2 separate regions of the Rattus norvegicus genome follow, and region 1 is linked to region 2. Evidence: chromatin contacts called from public Hi-C data. All regions are on one chromosome and are shown on one strand. The core of a region is the stretch at or near the end of the contact, and the rest is flanking DNA. Distances in the headings are between cores, read along the strand shown.

Region 1 (3,939 bases), core at 1,260-3,759, 390 kb after region 2:
AAGCACTTGCTGCTCTTGCAAAGTCCCCGAGTTTGGTTGCCAACTCGAGCTCCAGGGTATCCAACGCCCTCTTCTGGCCTCCCAGGGTTCCTGCACTCAGATGCACACGCCCACACACCAGCAAATAAGTGAAAATAAAACGAATCTTTATCGAAATAGTGTGCATAAAAGTATTGCTCAAACTTTTAAAATTTATTATCTTTTTTAATAAAAATATTTGTTTGGACATAGTGGTACACACCTTAAATCCCAGCATTTGGAAGGGAGAGAGAAGCTGGACTCTCTTGAGGCCAGCCTGGGTGTTTTGTCTGCAAGTACGTAAGTGTACCACATGTGTGCCTGGTGCCTAAAGAGATCTGAGGACAGACCTAACGCCCTAGACCTGGAGTTGCAAATTGTTGTGAGCGCCATGTGGGTGTTGGAAATTGAGCCTGAGTTCTCCGGAAGAGCGGCCATGGAGTCATCTCTCCAGCCCCGTGTTTTCTTCCTTTTCTTCTTCTTCCTCCTCCTCCTCGTCCCCATCATCTTCTTCTTCCTCCTATTCTTCCTCTTCCTCCTCTTCCTCTTCCTCCTCCCCCTCCTTTTCTTCTGGAGACGAGATCCCTTGAAGCTATGTCTAGTCTTGAACTTGCTATGTAGCTGAGGCTGTCCTTGAACTCCTGAACCTCCTGCCTCTGCCTCCCTAGTGCCGGATGTACATACTTAGGCTCCACATCCTTATTTATTTATTTATTTATTTATTTATTTATTTATATACATACATTGTAGGTTAGGGAGTGTTCACATGTACAGATATGTATGTGAATTTGTGTGTGAGAGTGCATATGTGTGTGCATAGATCTGTGCATATGTGTATGCACAGATGAGTGTGTGTGCAGAAATGTGTGTGTATGGGTATGTGTGTGAATGTGTGTATGCAGATGTTTGTATATGTGTATATATAGATGTGTATATATGAACATGTGTGTGTGTGTGTGTGTATGTGTGTGTGAATCTGTATGTATGAGTGTGAGTAGGCCAGATGCTGGTGTTCACTCCATGTCTCATTTTATTTTATTTATTTATTTTAAGACAGGGTCTCTCACTGAACACGAAACTCATTCATTGGTTAAGATGGCTGGCCTGGGGGTTGGGGATTTAGCTCAGTGGTAGAGCGCTTGCGTAGCAAGCGCAAGGCCCTGGGTTCGGTCCCCAGCTCCGGAAAAAAAAAGAAAAGAAAAAAAATGTAAAGATGGCTGGCCTGTGAGACCAACATTGATGGTGTCACAGGTTCATATTGCCACCCTGGGGCTTTTACTGAGTGCTGGAGATCTGAACTAGTTCCCCATACTTGCTCAAGAAGCAATTTACCAACCAAATAAACTTGCTAGCCTTCCATTATCTTTAATATTTCTCAGGGCTTTCTTTACCCTATTATTTTGTGTGTGTGGATGTTTTGTATGTCTGTGTGCCGTGTGTATGCAGGGTCCGAGGAGTCTGAAAGAGGGCATTGGATTCCATGGAACCGGAGTTACAGACAACTGTGAGCTGCCACATGGGTGCTGGGAACTGAACCTGGGTCCTCTGGAAGATCAGCCAGTGCTCTTAACCTCTGAGCCAGCTCTCTAACATTATTGGTTATGGGGTGTGTGTGTGTGTGTGTGTGTGTGTGTGTGTGTGTGTGTGTGTGTGTGAATGCATGCGTACCCACATGCGCATGTGTATGCACACATAAGTACACAGACACTCAGAAGAACATGGCAGGAAGATCATGAGTTCAAGGCTATTCCAGGCTATTTATCAAGTTATAGTCCAGCTTGGGCTACTCAGTGGGAACTGTCAAAAAAGGAGAAGAAAAAGAAGGAGGAGGAGGAGAAAAAGGAGGAGGAGGAAAGGGAGGGGGAGGGGGAGGGGGAAGAGTATGGGGGGGAGGAGGGAGGGGGAGGAGGACAAGGGGGAGGGAGAGGGAGGAGGAGGGAGGGGGAGGAGGGGCATGGGGAGGAGGAGGGGGGGAGGAGGGGTATGGGGAGGAGGAGGGAGGGGGAGGAGGAGGGAGGGGGAGGAAGAGGGAGGGGGAGGAGGACAAGGGGGAGGAAGAGGAAGAGGAAGAGGGGGAAGAAGAGGGGAAGGGGGAGGAGGAGGGGGAGGAGGAGGAGAGGCCATGATGGCTCACACCTGTAATTCCAGTACCTGGAGCCTGAGGTAAAAGGATTACCACTTGTTTCGAGCCAACCTGGATTTCACTGTGTGTTCCAGGCTTATGTAGCTACAGAGTGATAAACCTACAAATTCTAACCCAAAATACCAAAATTCTAACAAAACCAACAAAGAATTAACCAAAGGAGAAAACTGTAACCATTCAGGTAGCCCCAGTTCCGTCCCAACATGGAGTCTGCCTCGACACCTCTTAGCCTCGGGTGAGACACTCAAGTAAGGCACTTCTCACCCCTGCCCCCCACACCACCCAGCGGCCTTGGCAACGGTTCTGTCGCTGTTTCTGACACTGACCGTGGTCCAAACAAATTATGTAGTGTCTGGAAGATACTGCTGAGCCTTGCAAAGAAAGCAGCTTTCACTGGCCACAGTAAACCCCTCACTAATGTAACCCTCTCGAGCGCTAACGTAATTGTGGTTTGCCTTTTAAAACGCTGTCTGTACCCATGAGCTTGAGCACAAAGGGACTTTTCAGAGACAGGAGCCTGCTCTTGGTCTGGGCATCAATAAAAACGACTCAAAACTTGTAATTGGCTTAATCAGCATGGTTGCCAGTAACCGTCTCGAGTGGATCATTTCATAAGCAATCCAGAAGAAACAGGTTTTGGCCAGAAAAAAATACCTGGCTGTCTTCATCAGTTTCTGGGTTTTTTTGTTTGTTTGTTTTTGTTTGTTTGTTTTTGTTTGTTTGTTTTTGTTTTTTCTTTTTGACTCCTCCCAGCCCTCCTCTAGCTCAGATGTCACAACCTGTCAGGTGGACAGGAAGAGGCCTCCACAAGGAGGATGACAGAGGCCCAAGTAATTAGGAAGCTGCCAGCAGGTCCCTGTGAGGCAAACCACCAAAAGCTGGGGATGGGTCCAGGCTGCCTTTGCCCAACTGACAGCTGACTGGATTGGTGATGGGGGTGGGGGTTGTTGAGGCCACAGATCTATTTCCTCTGGGCTCGAGTGTTGCCGCTTTCTGTCCCATTCTTTGGTTTGCCCCAACATTCATGATTACCTGTCACCCCGGTTTATTCATCATTTGCTCCCTGGTTTTTCATAAAGATGTTTGGGTGAAGGTGGAGACAGCGAAGACGCTGGCAGAGGGAATAAACAGAGAATAAACTTTCCACGTCAGCGGAAAGTTCCTATTGGCTTCTCGAGCCCGCTGCCTACTGACCTGCTAGACTGTAAGGATGAGAGCTGTTTCTCACCAGTTCTAGCAAACCTCATGACAGCTCGGAACTTTGATCAAGTGGGCAAGCACCTAAGAGATACCAAAGGAGCCAACACCCACCCACATCCCAGCTTTGTAAGGAGAACTCCTGGCCCCTGACAGTACAGGTTATAGCCGCTATGGGTTGCAGGGCACGGTGCATTCAAGCCGGAACTGGGCTGCAGACTTCCCCTGTGTTGTTTTCAAAAGCTAAATCTCAAATGTTCGATTTTTCCAAATGAAGACTCGGGAGCTAGACGCTGTGGTGGAAACCTGATAGTTCAGAGAGAGAGAGAGAGAGAGAGAGAGAGAGAGAGAGAGAGAGAGAGAGCAAGCATTTGGCTGACCTTCCTAGCCACCATCGTCCCAGAAGGAAAAGGCTCCTTCTTCCTTCTGCATGTATTCTTAAACCGTTCAACTCGATGACCCTTCTTTCTGTTTTCTCATACCCACTCCTCGCTCGCGGTTGTTTGCTCCACCTATGGTTGACTTCATTTAGCTCTTGGATTAAGACTGTGTGCTCTGGCTGAACCACACCACAAGTACCT
Region 2 (3,852 bases), core at 137-2,636:
AGCTGGCAGTTAACTCAAAGATCTGCCAGCTCCTGGCTCCTGAGTACTGGGATTAAAGGCGTGCACCACTATGCCTGGCTTACTTTTGTTTAAGTGTGTGTGTGTGTGTGTGTGTGTGTGTGTGTGTGTGTGTGTGTGTGTTGGGTGCTGGGAACGGAGAGTGGTCTTTTACATGGCAGTAAGTGGGAAGCCCTGAGCTGTCTCTTCAGCCTCTCCCTTGTTTGTTCAATATGGTTTTAGGAGGACAATGAGTTTCTGCTTGGTTCAGTATGATTTGAATGGGAAAATCAGGTCTCTATCTTGGTGATTTGATCTTGGCCTGAGATGGGGCTGTATAATTATTTGAGAAACATGTGTTGTTATCTGGTAGGCCTTGGTCCACATCCTGGCCATATCCCTTAGCTAGCCGTGTGACCTTGGATGAACTGCCTAAACCCTGGTTCTATCCATACAAAAAAGACGAAATTTCTTACTAGACTTGATGTAATAGCACGTAGGGAACATTTAGCACATGTTAACTCATTGCTCATGTTTCTGAGCACATGGTAACCCATTTGTTGTTGATTGTTGAGACTCTTTCATGGGTTTAAGGTGTGATGTGCTGTGTGGTGTGGATGCACTTTGTGAGCATGATTTTCTTTTTCTTCCCTCCCTCCCTTCCTTCTCTCTCTCTCTCTCTCTCTCTCTCTCCCTCCCTCCCTCTCCCCCTCCCTCTCTCTCTTTCTTTCTTTCTTTCTTTCTTTCTTTCTTTCTTTCTTTCTTTCTTTCTTTCTTTCTTTCTTTCTTTCTTTCTTAGGACAGGGTCTCAGGATGTAGTTCTGGTTGTCCTAGAACTTAGGATGTAGGCCGGGCTGGCCTCAAACTCAGAGATCTGCTTGCTTCTGCCTCCTGGATGCTGACTTGTTTATATTTTTATGTAATGCCTCTATCCATGAGTGTGTATCATGGAGTCCAGAAGAGGGACTTGGATCCTCCAAAACTGGGAATTGGACACAGTTCCTGTGCAAGAGCTCTGGTGCTCTTAAGCCCTGAGCCTTTTTGCGGTTCCCACCCTTCTTTCCCAGAGACTAAACCACTCCCTCCCTGTTCTAAAGTGCATACCCGGCTGGTGCCCTCAACCCCATCAGCTATCCCTTCTCTGTGGTATTCTGGACCTGCTAGTATCTGTCTCTGGTCCCCCCCCCACCCCCTGCCTTTTTCCTCTTAGCTCCTCATACATCTTGACTCTTCAGCATTTACATTTGTTCCAGTTCTTCCCCTGGAGAAGATGGGAGAAATACACAAACCCTTCCCAGAATTTCGTGTGAGTGGCCTGGCTGTACACAGTAGGTAGGAGAAGCAGACTGCCTCCGACCATTTGCCTTGCTCATGGCTCATGGCTCAGTCGGCTGGGTCTAGCTCAGCAGACTACTGAATGAAACATTGTTTCCAGGCGCAGACTGCAGCACCTCTGGGTTGTTGCACTGCAATTGGTCCATTGTTGTTTTTAATTTTTTAATGCTTTTTGAGAAGAAGAAACTTTGTGGTACCCAGGTTGTTCTCCTACTCCCTTTTGGCGTCTTGCTCCACACTCTTCTGATGCAGGTGACTTCAGTAACACCCTTATTCCTTATTGGCATCTTTCTTAGAGCAATTTCATGCGTGCCCAGGGCTTCAGCTCTCAGCAGCCTTCAGTTGACTCCCAGGTCTTAATCTCTAGCACTGCACCCTCTGCTGTGAGTGCCATTGCTGTCCTTGTAGACACTGATTATTTAGCAAAACCAGCACTCCCTCCTCCCTGGTTCATCCATCTGCCTCCTCTCTCCAAAGAGAGTCATCTCAGGATGCCCACTGTCTGATGGCTACTTTCCATTGTCAATGTGACTGGGCCAAGAAACCTGAGTGTACTAATGAGATGGAACTTTGGGTATATCTTCAAAGGCTTTTCCGGAGAGATGAGCTGAGAAGTAGAAAGATCCCATCTCAGCATGGGCAGCACATCTCACTGCGTCCTGGACTGGCTAAAGGTAAAGGAAAGAGAAAACACACAGACCCAAGTTCACTGTCTCCTTATGTGCTGCCTGGTCTGCTGAGGTGTGAACAGGAGGTCCTCTGCTGACACATACCTTCCTTGATGGGATGGTCTGTTCTCTAAAGCCAGATAATCTTAAGTTGCTTCTCCCTGGTATGTATCTTGTCATAGCCATGAGAGCACTAACACACCCTCAAGATTGTTCCCGACTATAGCAGAACACCACAAATATAGGTATTTAAGAAACACCCGTTGTTCATAGTTCAGAAGTCAGTAAGACATGATCAAGCCAGTGCATCCATTCTGGTGAGGGCTTGTGCTGATCCCCAGAGATGGTGCCTTCTTCCTCATCCTCAAATAGGAGGGAACAGGCCTTTCTGAAGCCTTTCTGTAAGAACTGGCATTACTCCCGTCCATGAGTGCTCCATTCTCATGATCTAATCACCTATTAAAGCCTCCAGCCATGACCACACTGGGAATTACATTCCAGCAGAAGTGGGGGGTGAGCAGGACACCACCTTTCTCCCCACAGCAGCTTACCCAGAGGACCCCTGCGTTCTGTGCTTGTTCTGTCTGTCCTCATCCTTCCTTGGTGCATCCCACTCCTAGTCCTTTCTCTGCCTCAGCCATCCTGCTCTGTTCTCTTGTGATTATTTTGAAACAGAATCAAATATGATCTTTTCTTTCTTAAAACACTTCTATTGGCTTCTCCCACGTGCAGGGTAAACTCTAAGCATCCACATGTACTCAGGCGGTTCTCTTAACCCCACTTCCTGCTCCTTGTTCTCTCCTTGCCAGCCATGCTGGAGGACTCTGCATACATTCTGCTTTTTTGTTTGCAGGCCTTGGTTGACTCTGCTGTCTCCTGATGCCTTTTCTGGCTTCCCTCTGTCTTACTTCTTCACTTAGTGTCCTATGAGCAGTTTCCTCATCCTCAGTCTCTAGATTTCCACACTGGTGTAATCGCTTTAGAATGCTTAGCATGGAGCAGGTCCTGAGCTCCGCCTGCACTTAGAAACCTGCCCGACAGCTAAGCCGCTGCCCTCATGGTGATGGTAGAGCTGAGCTAGCAAGGAGTGCTTGCAAGTGGCATAGGGTGTGATGTGCAGCCCAAGCTACTGGTGTCGCGCAGCACAAGATCTTCCACTTCCTCCGGCAGGAAGGGAACATTTTTAAAAAAAAATATATATGTATCCTATGTATACATATATACAGACATACACACACACACACACACACACACACACAGCGAGAGAGCGAGAGCGCGAGAGAGCGAGAGAGCGAGAAGAGTTAGTTTTGCCTGTGTGCATCACATGCATGCCTAGTGCCCATGGAGGTCGGAGAGTTCAGATTTTGTGGGACTGGAGTTACAGATGGTTATAAGCCACCATGTGGGTGCTGGGAATTGAACCCAGGTCTTCTTGAAGAGGAGCCAGTGCTTGTAACCACTGAGCTATCTCTACAGCTCCTATTTTTACATATTTCTACTTATTTATTGTTTTTGAGATAGGTTCTGGCTGTGTAGCCCTGGCTGTCCTGAAACTTACTTTGTTGACCAGGCTGGCCTCAAACTCAGAGATCTGACTGCCTTTGCCTCCCCAGTGCTGGGGTTAAAGGCGTGTATCACCACACCTGGCTGGTCAGGACTTCTTACTGGGGATCTGTGTTTATCCACTACAGATACTCAATTTGTAGGATAACATGGCACATCTTGGAATGTTGATCTAATTGAAGTTTGGGGAAGTATATTAATGTTTTAGTGAAGAGCTGAAAACCTAAGATAAAAACCTAGGGAGATGACTTGGTAGTTTAGCACCAAACATGGGGACTGGAGTTTGCAC

What was found. A called contact is a pair of places that touch in the nucleus more often than the background predicts.
Region 1: a Hi-C map of Schwann cells shows a contact between it and region 2, with 6 times the contacts expected there. The contact joins two enhancer-like sites. A contact is called at or near these places in 4 of 12 Hi-C or Micro-C datasets (Schwann cells, frontal cortex, mammary epithelial cells and 1 more).

Annotation. Positions count from the first base shown.
Region 1 is chr7:133,451,437-133,455,375 of GRCr8, forward strand. No RefSeq gene overlaps it. Among named protein-coding and RNA genes, the nearest start is that of Letmd1, 9.8 kb to the right of the region's middle. Within about 2 kb of position 2,510, at least 4 of the 93 cell types and tissues checked have an H3K27ac peak or open chromatin away from gene starts, as enhancers often do. A contact at or near this core is called in Schwann cells, where this site is marked.
Region 2 is chr7:133,059,230-133,063,081 of GRCr8, forward strand. All of the region lies in intron 1 of Dip2b (disco-interacting protein 2 homolog B), which reads left to right. Among named protein-coding and RNA genes, the nearest start is that of Dip2b, 7.8 kb to the left of the region's middle. Within about 2 kb of position 1,387, at least 15 of the 93 cell types and tissues checked have an H3K27ac peak or open chromatin away from gene starts, as enhancers often do. A contact at or near this core is called in Schwann cells, where this site is marked.